2 separate regions of the Mus musculus genome follow, and region 1 is linked to region 2. A link is a contact called in public HiCAR-type data. All regions are on one chromosome and are shown on one strand. Each heading gives the region's core, a stretch centred on a gene start, on an enhancer-like site or on the middle of the called end of the contact. The rest is flanking DNA. Distances are from core to core; before and after follow the strand shown. Region 1 has its middle 21 kb from the start of Syt9. Region 2 holds the start of Rbmxl2 (RNA binding motif protein, X-linked-like 2).

The links. HiCAR-type assays count read pairs that join an accessible place to other places.
Region 1: a HiCAR-type map of embryonic stem cells shows a contact between it and region 2, with 3 times the contacts expected there. The contact joins the enhancer-like site here to the promoter of Rbmxl2 in region 2. A contact is called at or near these places in 6 of 39 promoter capture datasets (embryonic stem cells, liver, stem cell-derived epiblast-like cells and 1 more), 5 of 484 Hi-C or Micro-C datasets (embryonic stem cells and nephron progenitors), 7 of 115 datasets of contacts at active chromatin or transcription factors (all in embryonic stem cells) and 1 of 9 other capture datasets (adipose tissue).

Annotation. Positions count from the first base shown.
Region 1 is chr7:107,347,442-107,351,161 of GRCm38.p6, reverse strand. No RefSeq gene overlaps it. Among named protein-coding and RNA genes, the nearest start is that of Syt9, 21 kb to the left of the region's middle. Within about 2 kb of position 1,716, at least 1 of the 459 cell types and tissues checked has an H3K27ac peak or open chromatin away from gene starts, as enhancers often do. A contact at or near this core is called in embryonic stem cells, where this site is marked.
Region 2 is chr7:107,207,873-107,211,314 of GRCm38.p6, reverse strand. Rbmxl2 (RNA binding motif protein, X-linked-like 2) reads right to left here and starts at 1,870. Exons shown (of 1, transcript NM_029660.2): 1 at 399-1,870. The coding sequence starts at 1,805. The coding sequence ends at 648.

The DNA of each region.
Region 1 (3,720 bases), core at 467-2,966, 140 kb before region 2:
AACTGGGATACCACACTTGAGATTGACTAATCCACTACTGCAAGCACCCTCTCAAAATAACTTTTAATATCAATATTAAATGAAAATCACAACAAAATAGAAGAGACCTTTGGCAATTACATTTCATATATTAATTGACTGTAAGGATTATAATAAGGGAAATATGGTGGAAACCACTGAATTTGTTGTGTGGTTCAGAAGTATAATAGAAAGTGTAACGCTTCTCTGTGCTTGTCTACCAACTACTTGATCTCTGGATACAAGACTCCACTTATCTCGCTAGGACTCTGTTGTGTTGAATCCTGGGAACTGAATTCTTTAAAAGCACAGAGAAAATATTTAGTATGTGTGGTTGGGGCATGAGAGATCCACAGATGGTGGCTTCTCTGCTTCTGTGGTAGGGGACTAGCTTTTCACATTTTAGTATCTTCCAAAGTTATAGTCCATATACAACAGCTTCACTGACAATCTGCTGGGATTTTTGCTGATATTTCCATGTAGCTATATGTATTTTCATGTTAGCAATCCTTTGGATGTGCAAGAAGAAAGCTCAGAGTTGCCTCGATAGATCTCACTTCAACCGTGTGTGTGTGTGTGTGTGTGTGTGTGTGTGTGTGTGTTGTGTTTATTTTTTAAGGATTTATTCATTTAATCTTAAATGCATATGTGAGTGCACGCATATATGTTTGTGGTGCTCTTTGTATTTGAAGAAGGTGCCAGATCCTCTAGACTGCAATTGTGGGTAGTTGTGAACTACCTAGTAGGTTCTGGGAACCAAATCTGGGTCTTCTGTAAGAGCAGCAACTGCTCTTTACTGTGGAGCCATCTCCATCCAGCCCCACTTCTCAAGATTTGTATTTCTGGTTTTCAACTCCACCTTTTCCACTATTATCACAGTTTGAATAAATAGGAAGCATTTTTTCATACTCAGAAACAACATCAACAAAAACCACTTAGTTTGCTTTCTCATAAAAAAAAATAGTACCAATTCTGGTAACTTCTTACCCTTTCCCTATTCTCATAGGCAGCCCTCCCCTGGAGCTAACTTGTTTCATGGGAAACAATTGTGTCATCAGCATCAGCCAAATTGCCAAATGACATCTTCCTTTCTCTCTGATGTGTTACCATGCCAGGGGTTCAGTTTTACAGAAACCTGTGCTGAGGCCCAGAAAAGCACTAGTTATCATGCTTTAAAAAGCTTCAAGAAGAGCTACGGTCAGCTACTTTCTTCTCCTCCCTCCTGGCATTGCTGCCATTTTTTATAATGTAGTGTTTGTATGTGTCTGCACGTGATGTGCAGTACATGGTGTGCACATATTATATATACTGGACTTCCCAAACAAAACTTCACAATTCTAAAAATACATTTAATGTGTGATTACAAAATGAATCTTCCATATACCACTGCTCTCTTCTTTATTGATTTAATGAACAAGAATTTTAAAGCATTAGGCTTGTTCTGTCAAAAGAACAGCGTTTGTTAGCCAGATCTTTGACATTTAAATCTGTAAGGGACAGTGGTGACCCTGGGTATGGGGTGGCTGAGGAGAGATGTAGAGAAGACCACAAGATGGTGATCTGAGAGTGGTGTGCAGGAGAGATTTCTGGAAGCCAAATATCATTAGATGACCTCTTTTAAGAAGTGCTGTTGTGCTAACTTAGGTAAGATGAACGGAAGCTTCCATTGGCATGCAAAATAAGGATGGGCAAAGCAGTTGCATATAAAAAGGGAAGGAATGATAAAAGAATACTGAAGAGTGTGGATCTGGACTATGCATGGGTAAATTACAGCTATGCAAACTTGATAGTCTAGTATTTGTTTCCAGAGGTAGAAATTAGGAGAATGTTTCATATGTACATGTAATAAATAGGGACTAGTGAGAGCAATCTTCTGTTTGTGAAGCAACAGAGCCAACAAGAACTTCAGAATCCATTACAAAGTGAGTTCTCCTTTTCTGAGGGTTCCCTGAGGGGAGGGATTTGATGGAGACATCCCTTTAGGGTTCCAAGGTCTCTCACTTTGCATAGTCAAGTGTGGGTCTCTGTGTTTATTCCCAAGTACTGATGGCTGAAACTACCGATGAGTGTACAATCAAAACCTGGATGTTGAATGGAGTTAATCTAGTTTATATGCCTAAGTAAGAACTAACCACCGTGAAGTCCAGGTTGCAGGTGAATGCATATTTGTCATGTTATTCTTTTTTTTTCTTTAAATGAAACTATCTTTTTTTCTTCTAATATAATACATCTGGATTTCAGTTTCTTCTCCCTCTATTTATTCCTCTCACTTCCCCCCCACCCCTCCTATTCAGATGCCGACAGACTTCTAAGAAATAATAACATGATAAACAATATAATGTAATGTAATATGATGAAACAAAAACAAACACAACAGAATTGGATGAAACAAATAGAGAAAGAAGTCCAAGAAAAGGCAAAAGAATCAGAGATTCACTTATTTTTGCACATTCAGGATTCCCATAAAACCACTATATATGAGTGTATATATATATATATATATATATATATGTATATATGTATAAAAGCAAATTATATATGTATATAATAAATATTATACTATAATAAGACATGTAATATAAGGAAAACATATGTAATATATATAGTTACATATATAATATATGTAATAAAGTATATATAAATATATATTATAAGTATATATGTATATTTACTTATATTAAAAGCAAAGGACTGGGTGCAGACCAGGTCTCTGTCTGCTTGCTGCTTCAATATCATTGAGTTCATGTGAGCTTTGCTCAGTTGTTCTATAGCAGTGCTTGTCAACTTTCCTAATGCTGCAACCTTATAATAAAGTTTCTCATTTCATAGTGATCTCCAAACATAAAACTTTCCCTGCCACTACATAACTGTAAATTTGCTACTGTTATGATTTAGAATGTAAATACCTGTTAAATAGAATATCTGATATGTGGCAACCCTAGAGAAGTCTTGACCCACAGGTTGAGAACTACTGATTGAAAAGGTGTTTTGTTTTGTTTGTTTTGTTGTTGTTGTTTTGCTGTTGTCCTGCATTCCCTTTGGCTCTTACACTCTTTCTGCCTCATTTTCTGAGGGGCTCCCTGAGCCCTGAGCATTTGATGGAGATGTCCCTTTAGGACTGTTGCAAAGTTTCTTACTCTCAGCGGGGAGTGGTGGTGCACACCTTTAATCCCAGCACTCAGGAGGCAGAGGCAGGCAGATTTCTGAGTTCGAGGCCAACCTGGTCTACAAAGTGAGTTCCAGGACAGCCAGGACTATACAGAGAAACCCTGTCTTGAAAAAAAAAGTTTCTTACTCCTGTATAATGTCTGGGTGTGGGTCTCTGTATTTATTCTCATCTGCTCTAGGAGAAAAGTTCTCTGGTAATGGCTGAGCAAGGCATGGATCTATAAATATAGCAGAATGCAAATTAAAAATCATTTTATTCCTCCAATTGTTTTAGTTTGGTTTTCTTGCTTGTTTTCTTCCCTCCTCCCTCCTTTCTTTTCTCTTCTTTTCTTTTTCCTTCTTTTCTTCTTTCTTTCTTTCTTTTATTTTTTTTTAATTTAATTTAATTTTTTTTTTGAGACAGTGTCTCTCTGTATAGTCCTGGCTGTCCTGGAACTCACTTTGTAGACCAGGCTGGCCTCAAACTCAGAAATCCACCTGCCTCTGCCTCCTCTGCCTCTGCCTCCTGCCTGCCTCCTGCCTCCTGCCTCCTGC
Region 2 (3,442 bases), core at 621-3,120:
CAGATCTCCAAAGAAAAAGCAAAATCGGCAAAGCAGTCAAAAAAAGTTAAAATAGCCAGCATCCACTTGCTTTTGACTCATAGATTGAATGGCACCTTCTTTACACAGCATCTGGTCTAAGTGGGTTTGGTTGCCGTTTGGTTGGTTTTTAGTACTGGAAACAGATTCAGTTTGAAAGACACTTTGAAATGGAGTAGCAAACACCAATTCCCCCCAACTCTTTCTCCCCAATCCCCAGTTTGGTCTGAGGGGCACGATCCTTTTTCCGCTTTAGGTGGGCAAGATTTCTGTGCAAAGACCTTAGAACTGTTTGCCTCATTTATCAGGCAAATTTGGAAGGGAAGAAGCCTTTACGGGAACTATTTTGAACGAGAAGGAAGACTACTACGCAGCAGGTTCAAGTCATACTTTTAACACGAGCTTGTTGAAACGTTTAACAATTCCAAAATGAAATTAAACGAGTTTTAACTTTTTTTTTGCCTCTCAAATGCATAAAATTGCAGAGGAAGTTAACAAGGGGGGAAAAAAATCTTAAAACGGTAAAAATAAGAAAAACAACTCTTCTTAGGACTAGTCCTTGGATGAGTTACCAGGAAACTGATTCTTCTTTTTCTAGACTTCCGATGCCAGTCCTGAGGCCAGCGGGCTCAGTACCTGCTCCGGCCTCCCCCTCGCTCCAGGCGGCTTCCCACGCGGCCTCCGCCCCTCGGGGGCGCCCGGCGGCCCGAGCGGCTGTAGGAATCCCGCGGCGCCGGGCAGTTTCGTTCTACAGACGGCGGCAGCCCGCGCTCCGGCCTACCCACGCGCTCACGGCCACTCGAGTAGCGCTCGCTGCGGTAGCTGTCGCGGCCGCCATAGCCGTCGGGCGAGCAGCCTCGGTACTCGTCATAGCGGCCCCCGCCGTAAGATGGCGGTGGCCCTCGGGCAGGACCGGCGCCACGCGGGTCCCCGTAGCTGTCGAAGGGGTCGCGGTAGGAGCCTCCGCTAGGATGCTCGTAGTCGCGCTCGCGGCCGCCGTAGCCGTCGCGCTCACAGTAGCCCCGGGAAGGGCATTCGTCTCGCGCGCTCGAGTGGCCATAGTCGCGGTAGGTGTAGTCGCGGGGCGAGGGCGCGAAGTCGCGCGGGTCCCGGGCGCTCGGGTAGTCGCGGCTCGAATAGCTCTCCCGGGGCGAGTAGCCCTCGTCGCGCGGGCCCAGGTACGGGTCGCGGCGCGGCGGTGGCAGCTCCCGGCGCGGCGGGCCCCCGTAGCCGTCTCGTCCCCGGGAGCCCGCCGCCCGCCCGCGAATTCCCGCGCCGCTGCGCGCGGGGCCCGACGGCGCTGCTCTTTTGGGCGGAGGCCCGGCCCGGCGCGGCGGCGGCCCGCGCTTCAGTGGCATGGGGGCCCGCGAAGGCCGCAGGTCGAAATCCCCCGTGTAGCCGCCTTCGTCGGCCGACCCGCCCCGGGAGGGAGGGCGCCTCGGGCCGCCGCCACGGGTCCCGCGCAGGCCCCTCGGGCGGCCGCGGCTTCGGGGAGGAGGGGGCCCGCGCCGGCCGCTCTCGAACACCGGCTTGGTGGCTTGGGCCACTTTGATGGCCTTACCATCCAGGGACTTGCCGTTCATGTCTCGGGCTGCGGCCTTGGCGTCCGCGGGGTTCTCGAAGGTGACGAAGGCGAAGCCTCTGGACTTGGAGGTTTCCCGGTCCTTCATCAGGAGCACCTCGATGATGCGGCCATACTTGCCGAAAGCGGTTTCGAGGCCCTTCTCGTCGGTCTCGAGGTTGAGACCGCCGATGAAGAGCTTCCCTGGACGGTCGGCTTCAACCATGTCGGCAGCAGCGACGGCAGCAGCGGCGATTGAGGTGGTGAAGAGCCGAGAGACGGCGCGACACTGAGCTCCTCGGCTGGTCCAGACCGCCTCCTACCGGTCGGGGAGCGCTGTGCGTAGGCGGGAGGGCGGAAGGCAGGGCCCGGCGGCCCCTGAGCCACGGGCGACTCCTGCCTGTGATTGGTCGGCAGGTCCGCACCTCAAGCGAGTGTCTCGGGGAGGCGGAAACTGGTTTGTGGCTTCGGTGGGCTCTCCCGGCTCACTCTGCTGGCCCTGGCTTCACGTGTGGGCCCCGTCCCAGAAGCGCGGCTGAATTCAAAAGCCGTTAGGCGAAGAAGAAAGAAAGTTCCATTGCTCTTAATGAGAAGAATCCCAAAGCATTCCAAACCTAGTTACCCACACGAGTTTAAAACAAACAAACAAACAAACAAACAACCCCCTGGAAAATGAAATTAGGAGTCGTTTAAAAGATTTAGAACGGAGTTTGTATATAAAGCTTAGTCATGAGATGCGGGGTTTATTTTTTCCCCTGAAGGGAAGAAGGTGTTGGAAGGGGAATCAACAGTGGAATAGATGGATTTACTTATTATTATTATTATTATTATTATTATTATTATTATTATTATTATTTACTTAAACCTTTGTCCGTTTGGTCTCATATGTGTACACGAAAATGGTTTTCACATTTCTTCCTGCCAGTTTGTAAGGTTTAATCCTAACCATGATTATCTTGTCTATTTCTCCTCCTTTTTAAAACTTCTCTTATAAAATGGTTTGTCATATTTTTCCTCAGCTGTGGAAGAAGTTTCTTATTCCATTTTCTCTAATGTTCTCTAAGTTTATAAATGTGCTTAGTTTGATGCCTAATCTTTCACGGGTGTGTGTATCCATGTAACCATGACCCCCACACGTCAAGATGCCTACCAGTCCCCTCACTGGAACTCTCCCATTGTATTTCCATCAGAACAGTGCCTGCTTTCCTCACAATTGGGCTCACTGTTTTCTCATCTACCACAAGTGGAATTTTCCTGTTCTTTGGCTTTATATACATTTACTTCTGTAATCACAATGAACTCTTGTGATTTTGCTGATTCACCCAGCATATTTTGTGATTTATCTATGTGACTAGTGTGATATTTTTAAAATATTTCTTATATAGTTCTTTTGCATCCTTTCTCCCTCTCTTTGGTGAACATTGGAACATCCACCACTCTGGAGAGTGCCTCCTTCCTAACCAAATCATTTAGGAAACCTGACCCCAAAATACATTTGGATTCCATTTAATTCCATTTTGCACTGTTAACACCTTCATACAAGCTACAGACATATAACACAGTCTTTGTCTAGGCTTCTTGGTATAGGGCTTCCTAAAACCCTTAGCATTTCTGGGAAAGAATGCCTTTTGTTATTTCTAGGACATACTTGGTGCCCAAGGATGACGCGATGGTTTGAATGAGAATGGCCCTATAGAATAATAGTTGAATGCTTACTCACCAGGGAGTGGAACGGTTGAGAAGGATTGGGAGGTGTGATCTTGTTGGAACAGTTGTGTCACTGGGTGTGTGCTTTAAGGTTTCAAAAACCCATGCCAGGCCCAGTGTCTTTCTCTCTCTGTCATCTTCCCTACACCCCCATCT